Linked DNA regions of Sus scrofa: regions 2 and 3 are each linked to region 1. The links are chromatin contacts, called in public Hi-C and HiChIP or PLAC-seq maps. All regions are on one chromosome and are shown on one strand. Each heading gives the region's core, a stretch centred on a gene start, on an enhancer-like site or on the middle of the called end of the contact. The rest is flanking DNA. Distances are from core to core; before and after follow the strand shown.

Region 1 (3,418 bases), core at 626-3,125:
CAGGTACAGCTCTGAATTGACCCCTAGCCTGGGAACTTCCATATGCTGCAGATAGGGCCTTAAAAATAATAAAATAAAAAACAGGAGTTCCCATCGAGGCTCGGCAGAAATGAATCTGACTAGTATCCATGAGGATACAGGTTCCATCCCCAGCCTGCTCAGTGGGTTAAGGATCTGGCGTTGCCATGAGCTATGGTATGGGTCACAGACGCAGCTTGGATCCTGCATTGCTGTGGCTGTAGTGCAGGCCATTGGCTGCAGCTCCAATTTGACCCTTAGCCTGGGAACCTCCATGTGCCCTCAAAAGACAAAAAATAAATAATAAACAATAAACCAAACTATTAGAAAGAAAAAAAAAATCCAGCTCTTAACTTGCTCTCCTTGTCTTCCTCACCTCTGTAAACAACAATTCCATTCTTCCTGTTACTCAGGAAAAAACTTTGGGATTCTTGTCTCCTCACTCTTTCAGAGTATTGAAAATCCTGTCAATTCTGCTTTTGAAATATAATCACATCAGATGACACTGCACTACCTTCCCTACCAACCCCACTTAAGCAACCATTATTTCTTGCATGAATTATTGCAATTGCCTAACTGCCCTTCTCCCGTAAGAGCAAGAGGGGTGACTTTAAAAATAAGTCAGATCTCTCCCTCCAAAGGCTTTTAAAGGCATCAGATAAAGTCCAAGGTTCTTATAAAGCCTTTCCCACCACACCCTAATCGCATCTTTTTCTATTTTTGCCCACCACCTCTGACTGCAGTTTGCTGGATTCCTCAACCGGTCATCAGCACTGAGAAAGCAGGGGTTTTCCTTCGTTCACCTCAGCCTCCTCAATGTCTAGAACACTGCCTGGCACATAATAAATACAATATTTGTGGTATGGAGTAAAAGGTTGGGTGGCCAGGGAAGGATTCCTAAGGGGGCTGATGCTTGAGCTGGGACTGAAATGCCAAGGAGCCATCCATGCATACTTAAGGGTAGAAATCTTCAGGCAAAGGAATATAAATGCCTAAAGGGTGAACAAGCTTGCCTTACTGGAGGTACAGGAAGAAAGTAAGAATTGTTGGAGCATAGTGATAAAAGAGTAGGACCCTGTAGGTCAGGTTACTTTACATCGCAAAGTCATGAGAGAGTAGTAAAAAAGGAGTAACTGATTCCAGATCGGTTTTGAAAGTAGAGCTGATAAGGTTTACTGATAGTTCATTAGGTAGTAAGTAAGGAGCCAAGAATGACTCCTACCTACATTTTTGGATTAAGCAATCGGATGGATGCGTAAAAGTGAAGGAGCAATAGGTTAGGCTAGGTTAGGCTAGGAGAATGAAAGGTTCATTTCACGCGTGTGAAATTTCAAATGGCCATCGACAAAGCAGATAAGCAGCCGTGGTGTTCACCACAGAGGTCAGGGCGGAGAATATTCACATACACATAATGGAAGTATCCAATAACCACTGGAAACATTACTAAAGCGATCAACAACTCAGAGGGGCGAGAGGTCAGACGACGGTCAGAAGCTAACCGCAGAGCAGCAAGCTCAAGCTAGGCAGGGTCTTTCGGTCCCCAGAGCTGCTCGAGCGGCGCCGCTTCCCGCTTGGGCCCCACCCCGCGCGCCGGGCCTGGCCCAATCTCTCCTCCCAGCTTTCCCGAGTCGGCAGAGGCCCGGAAGTGGGAGAAAGATGAGCACGTACCCGCCAGTCCAGATCCTTTCTTAGATCTTTCTTCACCAAACCGTCTCCGCCTAGCAATTGTCACCTCTCACCACCCTTGCACCTCCAGCCCCCGCCCCTGTTTACGTAGGAAGGAACGCCGGGGACCTCACCTCGCCCCGGAAGTCTAGGCCGTTAGCGAAAGGGCCGCCGGGAAAACCACTGAGAGGCCCGGGGGGGAGTCTGAAGTGGAGGGAGTCTGAACTAGAGCGTCCCTCCTAGACCACCCCCGCCAAGGCGTGGCTCGCGGCCTGCGGGCTCCGGCCGCCTGGGGAGGCGGTGCTCTCCGCGTGGCCCCGGAAGGACTTCCCGCGGAGGCGGGCGAAGGAAGCAGCGGAGAGGCGGAGGCAGCCCGAGGGGGCGGTTGCGTGCGGACGAGGCGGCAGTGGCTTGGTGAGGTTCCAGACGCCGGCTCTCCGGGATCCGAGCCCGCCGAGCCCACCCGGCCACTTCTCCCCCTTGCGCTTCCGGGAGCCGTCGCGAGCGAGTGCGCCTGCGCGCGGGCCACTTCGTGAGCCTCGCCGCTGTCCTCGCGCCGGCCGGCTGCCCGACGGTTCCTGCCGCTCTTCCCGCCCGGCGTCTAGGCTCCGCCGCATACACAACGTGCGGCATGTCACGGCGGCGGCACAGCGACGAGAACGATGGTGAGTGCTCTGGGCCTGGCCGCCGAAGCCGCGCCCAGGTGGGGCCGAGGTTTGGCTTCTTCGGTCTTCAGGTCCTGAGCGAAGGGACGGGAAGCCCTTCCCCCAGGAACTTGCGGGGAGATGGGTGGCACAGCGGGAGTGTGGCTGGGCGACTGCTGGAAAGCTCGTGCTATCCCCCACCGCACCTCTTGAGTCGTCGGCGGAGGGGAGGCCTGGTGCACCCCTGGTCTCTAAGCACTCTTTAAGATAAGGTCCTTGGTACCGCCGAGCAGGGAAGTATATTTGTGTCTGTGCCGCTTCCCCTTAGAGACGGTGACCAGGACTCACTTGTCCCAGTGTCTCGTTTTGACCCTCAAACATCATGTATTAATGGCTCTCGGAAGGTGAGAGATCTGATGAATTGCAATCCCAGCTCTCCTGTGCGGGTCATCCGGGGTTTTGCCTTCTTTCAAACCACTGGGGAAGAAAAATCAGCTTCTTATCCGCACGCGAGAAGTCTTTAATAAATAGATATACGTAGGTCGTTATGTTAGATCTTGAATTGGTTGTAAGCTTATTTCTCTCGTTTAAGAAAAGAATGCCAGAAGACTCACTAGAGAGCTCGTAGAGGTTAGATCGGGGTTCCCATTTGGATATTTGCACTCATGGGGATCCTGGAATTGCCGTCATAGAAACCAGGAATAATTTAGCTAGTTAAAAATAGGAAACGATGCTTACATTAAAAAAACAACAGTCAAGAATACACATCTAGAAAAGCAAAAAGAAACTAAAAATAATTTAGTTATTAATACTTGAAAATAGTGTTGTAAAGTGGTTAAGAGGCCAGACTTTGGAGACAGAGGGTTTAAGTTCAAAGTTAGACCTTGCCATTTATTTTGTGATCTTGCCCAGATTATATCACCTCTTTAAACCTTAGTCTGTAGTATTGGATTAATGATACATGCCTGTTCTTGGTTTTGTGAGGATTAACATATGTAACTAATTGCTCATGATGATATGTATTTTATCATCTGTTAATGCTTAAGAATTGATAAGCATTGGCAGATGTCAACGATGTAGGAAAAAAATAC
Region 2 (3,418 bases), core at 525-3,024, 830 kb before region 1:
TTTTAAAACTAGGCCTTGACATAGGGAAAAGGAATGCAATGAAACCCTTCTGGACTTTACAGATTTAAAGCTTTCCCTCTCATTTCTTCCTAGATAAGGAGATAGTGTAAACAGGTTCTTAATTTAGCCAGGAGAAGGAAGGATAGTGTACAGAGTATTCTGTAGCGATGAAATTAAAAATTTTGTATATTTATACTTGAACATGACTAAATTTCTTTGCTAAACTGATCTACATATTTAAATTCTTTAACATGGATAATTCACTCCAATTTATTGCAACATATATATACCATAATTTTACATTGCCTGCTACCTAAAACACTCGACCTATGTCAGCATAAGGAGGCAAAGTTAATCAAGATGACTTTCAAGCAACTCCAAGTGTCAAACTTTTATGGTAAAAGAAAACAGTGTAATCTAAATGCTCACCATAATTTATAGCCCACATGGATAAGACACAGTTGTGAACCCAGCACAAAGGTCTTTGTACAAAAACTACGGAGAAGGCAACTGTAATTCTCCAAGGATGTTAACTCCTACAAGTCAGCAGGTCTGAGTCAGCATTCACATAAGATAAACCTGGGATCCAGTGGTCACTATCTTGCCACTATAAATTTAAAGCAATGTCTATGATTTAAAAATCCACTTCTCTGGGCTTAATCTACCAAAGGAAAGACCAGGTAAGTCCACTGCTTTTTAAAGAGACTGCTTGTGATCTTTGCCTGAGATGCACTCAAGGTGACTCCAGATCCAAAACGCCTAACCTGTGCTCTGAAATCACCCGCGGACCTAACCAGTCCTAGAACCTTTTGCTTTCACGGAACCCTTTCAAAAACAAGTACAGAGGAAGCTCAGATTGGCAAGGTCACTACCGTTACTCTAAGGGCTTCTGTTTCACAGCTTGCACGTAGTGAAACAGAAGGTGGGGATTAAGACCAGCTGTATACAGTTATAGGGCCAAAAAAAGGGTAAATATAGCCTTTAAGACGCCCCACTTAGATAAGCTTAATACCCAATAATTGGTACAAATTTACAATTAACAACATAATCCCATCACCACCACCAGACCAAAAAAAAAGCCTCGTACTACAAGTTTCCTACAACGCGAAGCAACATGGTGTCGCAGAATAAGCATTGTCTGGTTGTGCGGCTGAACTTACCATTCTCCAGGCGTCCATTTCCCCAGTGTGTGATAAGAGGGAGGGGAGGGTGGTGGGTTCGCCAAAGCCCCTTCCGTCTCTGACACCGGACAGAATAAGGGGTCCGGGGCCCATTCGCAGTGCCGGCGCCGCTCCCCTCCCGCGCAGGCAAAGCAAGAACCCTTCCCGCCCCGCTCTAGGTGCGCGGCAGAAGGCACCTCCCCGCCCCAGGCGCGCCCAAAAGAGCGCGCTGCCTCCTCCACCGGAAAAGCTCTTTCCGGCAGCCGGACAGCGCCCCTGGCTCAGCGAAACCCGGCGGCCGCCGGCCCCTGCGGCTGCAGGCCCCACCCGGGAGGGCACGAGCGGCAGTGGCGGGGCGCGCCGTGGGGCGGAGGGGACGCAGTGCGCGCGCGCGCGCTGAGGGGTAGGTGGGCCAGAGGACGCGGCAGACGGCCTCCTCGGACCCTCCTTCGTGCTTCCAGGCACTCCTTGCTGAGGCCGGGGGAGCCCCGCGTTTCCCTCTCACCCGCCTCCCACACTCACCCATCGCCGCGGGCCCGGCTCCGCGCCCGGTAGCCGCCCGCCCGCAGGTAGGCCAGCCCGCGAGCCCAGCCGGCGCCGGCGCAGGCGCAGACATTGACCGACCCCAGAGCTCGGGGCGGGGCGTGACGCGCTGGACGCTGCCGAGCCCGGTCACGTGAGGGAGACTACGCCGCGCTGCCTCCCTCTAAACCTGCGGAGGGTGAGGGGACGCCTGCCCACCCCTGGCAGCTGTGCGGCGAGCGAAGGCACTTGGGGGGTCACCCATCACATCTGTCGTAGGGCTTTGAGATTCCGCTGGATGGAATGCCATACCGTGGGTGCCCTACGGTGGCCTTGCCGTACCAGAAACAGCCAACGCGTTCTCTAGTGCTTGGTAGCCGGGAGGACCCCTGGGTACTGACAGTTGTGGGTTGCAAGCGCGCCTTTGCTGAGGCCTTGAAAGTCTCCGCCTCCCTCCCCTTGTAGCCTTGGTTAGCTTTCATTGAACCCTCGGAGTGGCATATTGTCAGCTGCTATTACTGCAGGTCACAGAACACCTGTGTGTGCTTTAGACTATACAAGTCATTTAAAAACCCTGTTTCCTTTCAACCTCAAACAACTTGCACGCATTGAATGCCACTGCACTGAGAATTAAGAGGCATAAGTCAAATCATAGTCCTGACCCTTCCTGGGAGTGACTTTGGACATGTCTCTGAGCCCCAGATCCTGAAAAGTAACACCTGCCTTACATGCAGCCCTTGGCCCCTGTAACAAGCACTGGGAGCAATGATCTGACTCTACCTTATATACTGGAAGGCACGCAGATGTGAGGCGTTGAAGGAGAGTGAGGCTCTACAGGAGGCTCATCAGATCTGTGAGGTGTATGCTCTTTAAGTGGGGTTTGTCAAATAGGCAACTCACCTGGCATGAAACACTGGTCAGGGTATGGGTATAGGTTGATGGCTCTCCCTGGTCACTTCCCCTGAGAGCATTTTGTAGATATTGACTCCAAAATTGTGTCCAGTTTGCCTGAGCTGGCCTGATAAACAGCTTCTTGGGGTGTGGGAAACCATGCTACCTAATTTCACCACACACTCTCCAGAGGTACCTACTGTGTGCCATCGTCCTCACCTGAACTCTCTTGGGGGGAACTTAGAATCCAAGTAAGGATATAAAAACAAAAACTCTGGAAGTTTATATGCATGAGGGGCTTCTTCCCTTAAGGGACAACCAGGACGGGCTTCACAGGGTGGAGGCGTTTGAACTGGGCCTTGGAGGATGAATGAATGGAATTTGGATGAGTGGAGAAACTCATAGTGGCAAGAGATAAGGTTGTCAAGGACAGGTGGTGAGGTCTGATAGGGCAGATCTTGACTTTCAAGTGCAGGCACCGGGCATCTGATTAGGGTTCGGGGATAGATTTCAGGCTCCACAGGATAATGACCAGGCCACACAGTAGTTTGGAGTGATTAAAAATTGGGCAGCAGTTGGGGAAGGGCATTTACGTTGGAATTATGTTTGCCCTGTCTTGTGTGAATCCCTAATCAGCTGTATTATTCAAAAAATAAATAAACCAGGCAGGCAGCCAGTGTGTTCATAAGCATAAATAATTCATTTCAAATTAGAATGGAGAGGTTCTTCTCCTAGGGTAAAACCCGAAGAGGAGGCAGAGATTGAAATTAAACACACAATTGGGGCACAAAAGACTCAAAAGAGTCAGGAAATCCCAAGCTGATAGGAACACTCATGTCTGGAGC
Region 3 (3,418 bases), core at 640-3,139, 560 kb after region 1:
AATTTTTCTCTCACAATACCTGCCAACATTTTCTCAGCATTCACTCCCCTTGGCCATAATATCAAGAAATGTGATTCAGGAGTTCCCCGTTGTGGCTCTGTGTGGGTTGAAGACCCAATGTTGTCTCTGTGAGGATGCCAGTTCCATCCCTGACCTGGCTCAATGGATTAAGAATCCTGCCTTGTCCCTGGCTGTGGCATAGGCCACAGCTGCAGCTCCGACTGACCACTGGCCTGAGAACTTCCATAGGGGTCCATGCTGTCCAAGGGGTTTGCATCCTGTGCGGTCTGCAAATAGTACAAGTGACTGAAGGTATGGCCATAAAAAGAAAAAAAAGTAAAGAAAAAAGAAACGTTATTCAGAAGTTTCTGCTGTGGCACAGTGGGTTAAGAATCCGAGGTCGCTGAGGAGGTGTGGGCTTGATTCTCAGCCTGGTGCAGTAGGTTAAAGGTTCTGGCACCCGGGCAGCTGCAGCGAGGTGTAATTCACAGTGTGACTATGATGGATTGGATCCCTGGATGGGGAACTTCCATATGTGGGGGGGGGGGCATTAAAATTAAAAAGAAAACTTTTTTAAAAGTTAAGAAATAAAAAGAAACGTGATTCAGAAGTCATGCCTTGAGAGAGGGCAGCAAAGCTCATATCTTGATTATACTTCAACCCGAAGTAAAAAAGTTAAGGCAACTGCATTATTAGCCACACCCAAAAGTAAAAGTTTTGATCAAGTGCTGAGAGGTAGAAAACCCACGGGATTCCAAGTGTGGGCTACACCACTTTTTAGTTGTGTGACCTTGGACCAGTCACTTCATCTCTTTATGACTCAATTTTTTTTTTTTTTTTTTTTTTTTTTTGTCTTTTTGCCTTTTCTAGGGCCGCTCCCGCGGCATATGGAGGTCCCCAGGATAGGGGTCTAATAAGGAGCTGTAGCCACCCGCCTACACCAGAGGCACAGCAACGCCGGATCCGAGCCGCGTCTGCGACCTACACCACAGCTCACGCAACGCTGGATCCTCAACCCCCTGAGCAAGGCCAAGGATTGAACCCGCAACCTCATGGTTCCCAGTCGGATTTGTTAACCACTGCGCCACAACGGGAACTCCTATGACTCAATTACTTGATCCGTAATATGCGTATATCATGTGGGCCTTTGTTATGGGAACACAATGAGGAAATGAGTGTGAATGCCCTTTGTAAAGCACAAGACCCTGTGAACCCAGGGTTCACAGGGGTGTTTGGGGTCGGTGATTATAGTTACAGTAAGTTTATTGTGACCACTCACTTGCACCCCGCTGTGCTGAAAAGGAGAAAATTGCATCATTTACCTTCAAGGTAATAGTCCGGCTGGGGGTCTTGATTTCGAAAGTCCCCTCCTCGGCGTCCGCCTTGCAGTCAAATACCGCACAGGAGAGGTCGATGCTGTCCAAGGGGTTTGCATCCTGTGCGGTCCGCGAATAATACAGGTGACATTTTCTCTCGTCGTAGAAAAACCAGCGGGATTTCCAACCCCGGATGGGCCTTTTGCCTCCCAACTTGCTTAAATATCCACAAAGTTTCTTGGGGGCCGCCTCCAGAGGTCGGGTGCAGACCGTCGATTCCTCTGGAGGCAACACCTGGGAGCCCCTGGCCAAGCTGGCAGGCTCTTCGGACACGGGGGCAGAGGAGCTAGACTCCGCGGGGTTCTCCTGGGCGTCCTCCATCGCCACTAGGGACTGCGGAGGAGCTGGATGTCCACTGCCCAACTCCGGCCAAATCTCGGAGATTCAGGGGATACCTTCAAGACGGAGATAACTGGACGAGGGCGGGGCCTTTAGTGACCCGCCTCCAAGAGACGACGGAGGGACGCAGCTCCCTGCGTTGCGTGCACTTCATTGATCTAAAACCCAGTACCTGAGGGTGGCCACGCCCATCCGGACCCCTCCGTATCTAGGACAGGCCTCGACACGCCCCCTGCCGGCTCCTCCCACACTGCTAACTTCCGACTTTTCTTCGCTCCTCTCCGCCATATTTACTGAGGGCAGCCGCGAGCGTGGGGCGGTCCTCGGATTGAAGGCGTGGTGTCCCTGAATTTGGTTAACCAGCGGAAGAGAGGCTGGAGGAGACGCCCTCCACAAATACCTTGTTCTGGTAACACGCGTAATAACGTAGAGGGACAGTCCCTTCTCCAGCTTTACGGGCCTCCCGCCTTTTCTCCCCAGGTGCCGCGCAGGTCCCCGTTGCGGGGCGCACGGCGCGTCCATTGGCTGAAGGGGACACCCGGCTGCGTGGCGACATTTCCGGCGCCGCTCAAAGCGCGCGTGCTTAGAGGGCTCTGCTGGTGGCCTATATACCCGTCAGCAGTTAAGCGACCCTGTGGTTCTCCCCTGACCGTGGCGGCCTCTCCTTCCTCGGTCCCAGTTCCCGCTCGCCTCTTTCCTGAGCTACTCGAGTTATATGGGCGCCCGGCCCGGCTTCTGCCCTTGCTGGAACCCAGTGCTTGGGACGGGTTTGGGCACAGTAAATTGTGGAATCAAATGTGTCTTTACTAACTTTCTCAACTTCTGTCCTCAGTCTGTCTGCCTCTTGTCCTTAAGTTTCCCCCCTTTACTCCTTTAGGCGCTTCCCTCCGCTTGGGCTATGGAGCCCATTTCCTACCACCTCTTGAGGAGCTTCACGGTTCTTCACTAGCCCTTTCTTAGCCCCTCTTTCTTTAGCTTCTCTCTCTTTGCCATCCTTAACAAAATCTTCCTTGTTTTGTTCCGGGCAAATTATACTCAAGGTCTGAGGTTGTCTTTTCTTAAAATTAACTTAACACAGGTTCACTGCAGAAATTATAATAATATTTTGTAAGTCCATAGCATATCTAAAAATGTCTCTTAATATGATAATAGAGAAATAACATTCTCCAAACCGATGATAGATTAATTATACTATTGTTAGGCAAACGGGGGAATGAAAGAAATAAAAGTCCAAATTTAGTTCAGGTGTACCCTTCTGTTACTGACAAGGGTTTTTGACCTCGTTAATACAAATTGATGAGAGGCCAGACAAATTTAGTCAAGGCTTTATTGGCACCGGTACTGCAGCAGGAGGTAGGAAAACAAGTAACAGCTGCCCTTGCTTGCTCCCTGAGGAGGTGGTGGGGATAAGGGTGAGTCTAGGGATCTGGTGGTCTGCCCCCTTGGTGGTGCTGTGTGCAGAGTGCATGCACAGTGCCCTGCTTTTGCTTCTGCCTCCTCAGAAGTGGCTATTAGGTTTTGGTCTTTTTGAATCTTGTTGGTAATTTGCCTCAACTGCATGCGTGTAGTTATTTTTAGTCCCTTATGGTTTCTTTATATTTGGTTGCTGGAGGAGATAGCTGTCCAGGTGCAAGCACTGTGGCAAAGGGTCCCAGGTCCCAGATTTTAGCCTGTCTCTCTTATATGAGTTGGTTTCCAGTAGA

Evidence for each region. A called contact is a pair of places that touch in the nucleus more often than the background predicts. HiChIP or PLAC-seq counts read pairs in DNA pulled down with a chosen protein or histone mark.
Region 2: an H3K27ac HiChIP or PLAC-seq map of alveolar macrophages shows a contact between it and region 1. The contact joins the promoter of SLC25A51 here to the promoter of NCBP1 in region 1. A contact is called at or near these places in 2 of 5 promoter capture datasets (fetal liver and fetal skeletal muscle), 1 of 47 Hi-C or Micro-C datasets (embryonic fibroblasts) and 1 of 2 datasets of contacts at active chromatin or transcription factors (alveolar macrophages).
Region 3: a Hi-C map of mesenteric adipose tissue shows a contact between it and region 1, with 2.4 times the contacts expected there. The contact joins the promoter of TBC1D2 here to the promoter of NCBP1 in region 1. A contact is called at or near these places in 2 of 47 Hi-C or Micro-C datasets (liver and mesenteric adipose tissue) and 1 of 2 datasets of contacts at active chromatin or transcription factors (alveolar macrophages).

What each region holds. Positions count from the first base shown.
Region 1 is chr1:239,490,702-239,494,119 of Sscrofa11.1, forward strand. It overlaps NCBP1 (nuclear cap-binding protein subunit 1), which reads left to right and starts at 1,876. Exons shown (of 24, transcript XR_002336867.1): 1 at 1,876-2,348. It overlaps TSTD2 (thiosulfate sulfurtransferase/rhodanese-like domain-containing protein 2), which reads right to left and starts at 2,182. Exons shown (of 10, transcript XM_005660262.3): 1 at 1,818-2,182.
Region 2 is chr1:238,665,654-238,669,071 of Sscrofa11.1, forward strand. SLC25A51 (solute carrier family 25 member 51) reads right to left here and starts at 1,775. Exons shown (of 3, transcript NM_001258408.1): 1 at 1,683-1,775.
Region 3 is chr1:240,048,038-240,051,455 of Sscrofa11.1, forward strand. TBC1D2 (TBC1 domain family member 2A) reads right to left here and starts at 1,890. Exons shown (of 16, transcript XM_021066519.1): 1 at 1,323-1,890. The coding sequence starts at 1,697.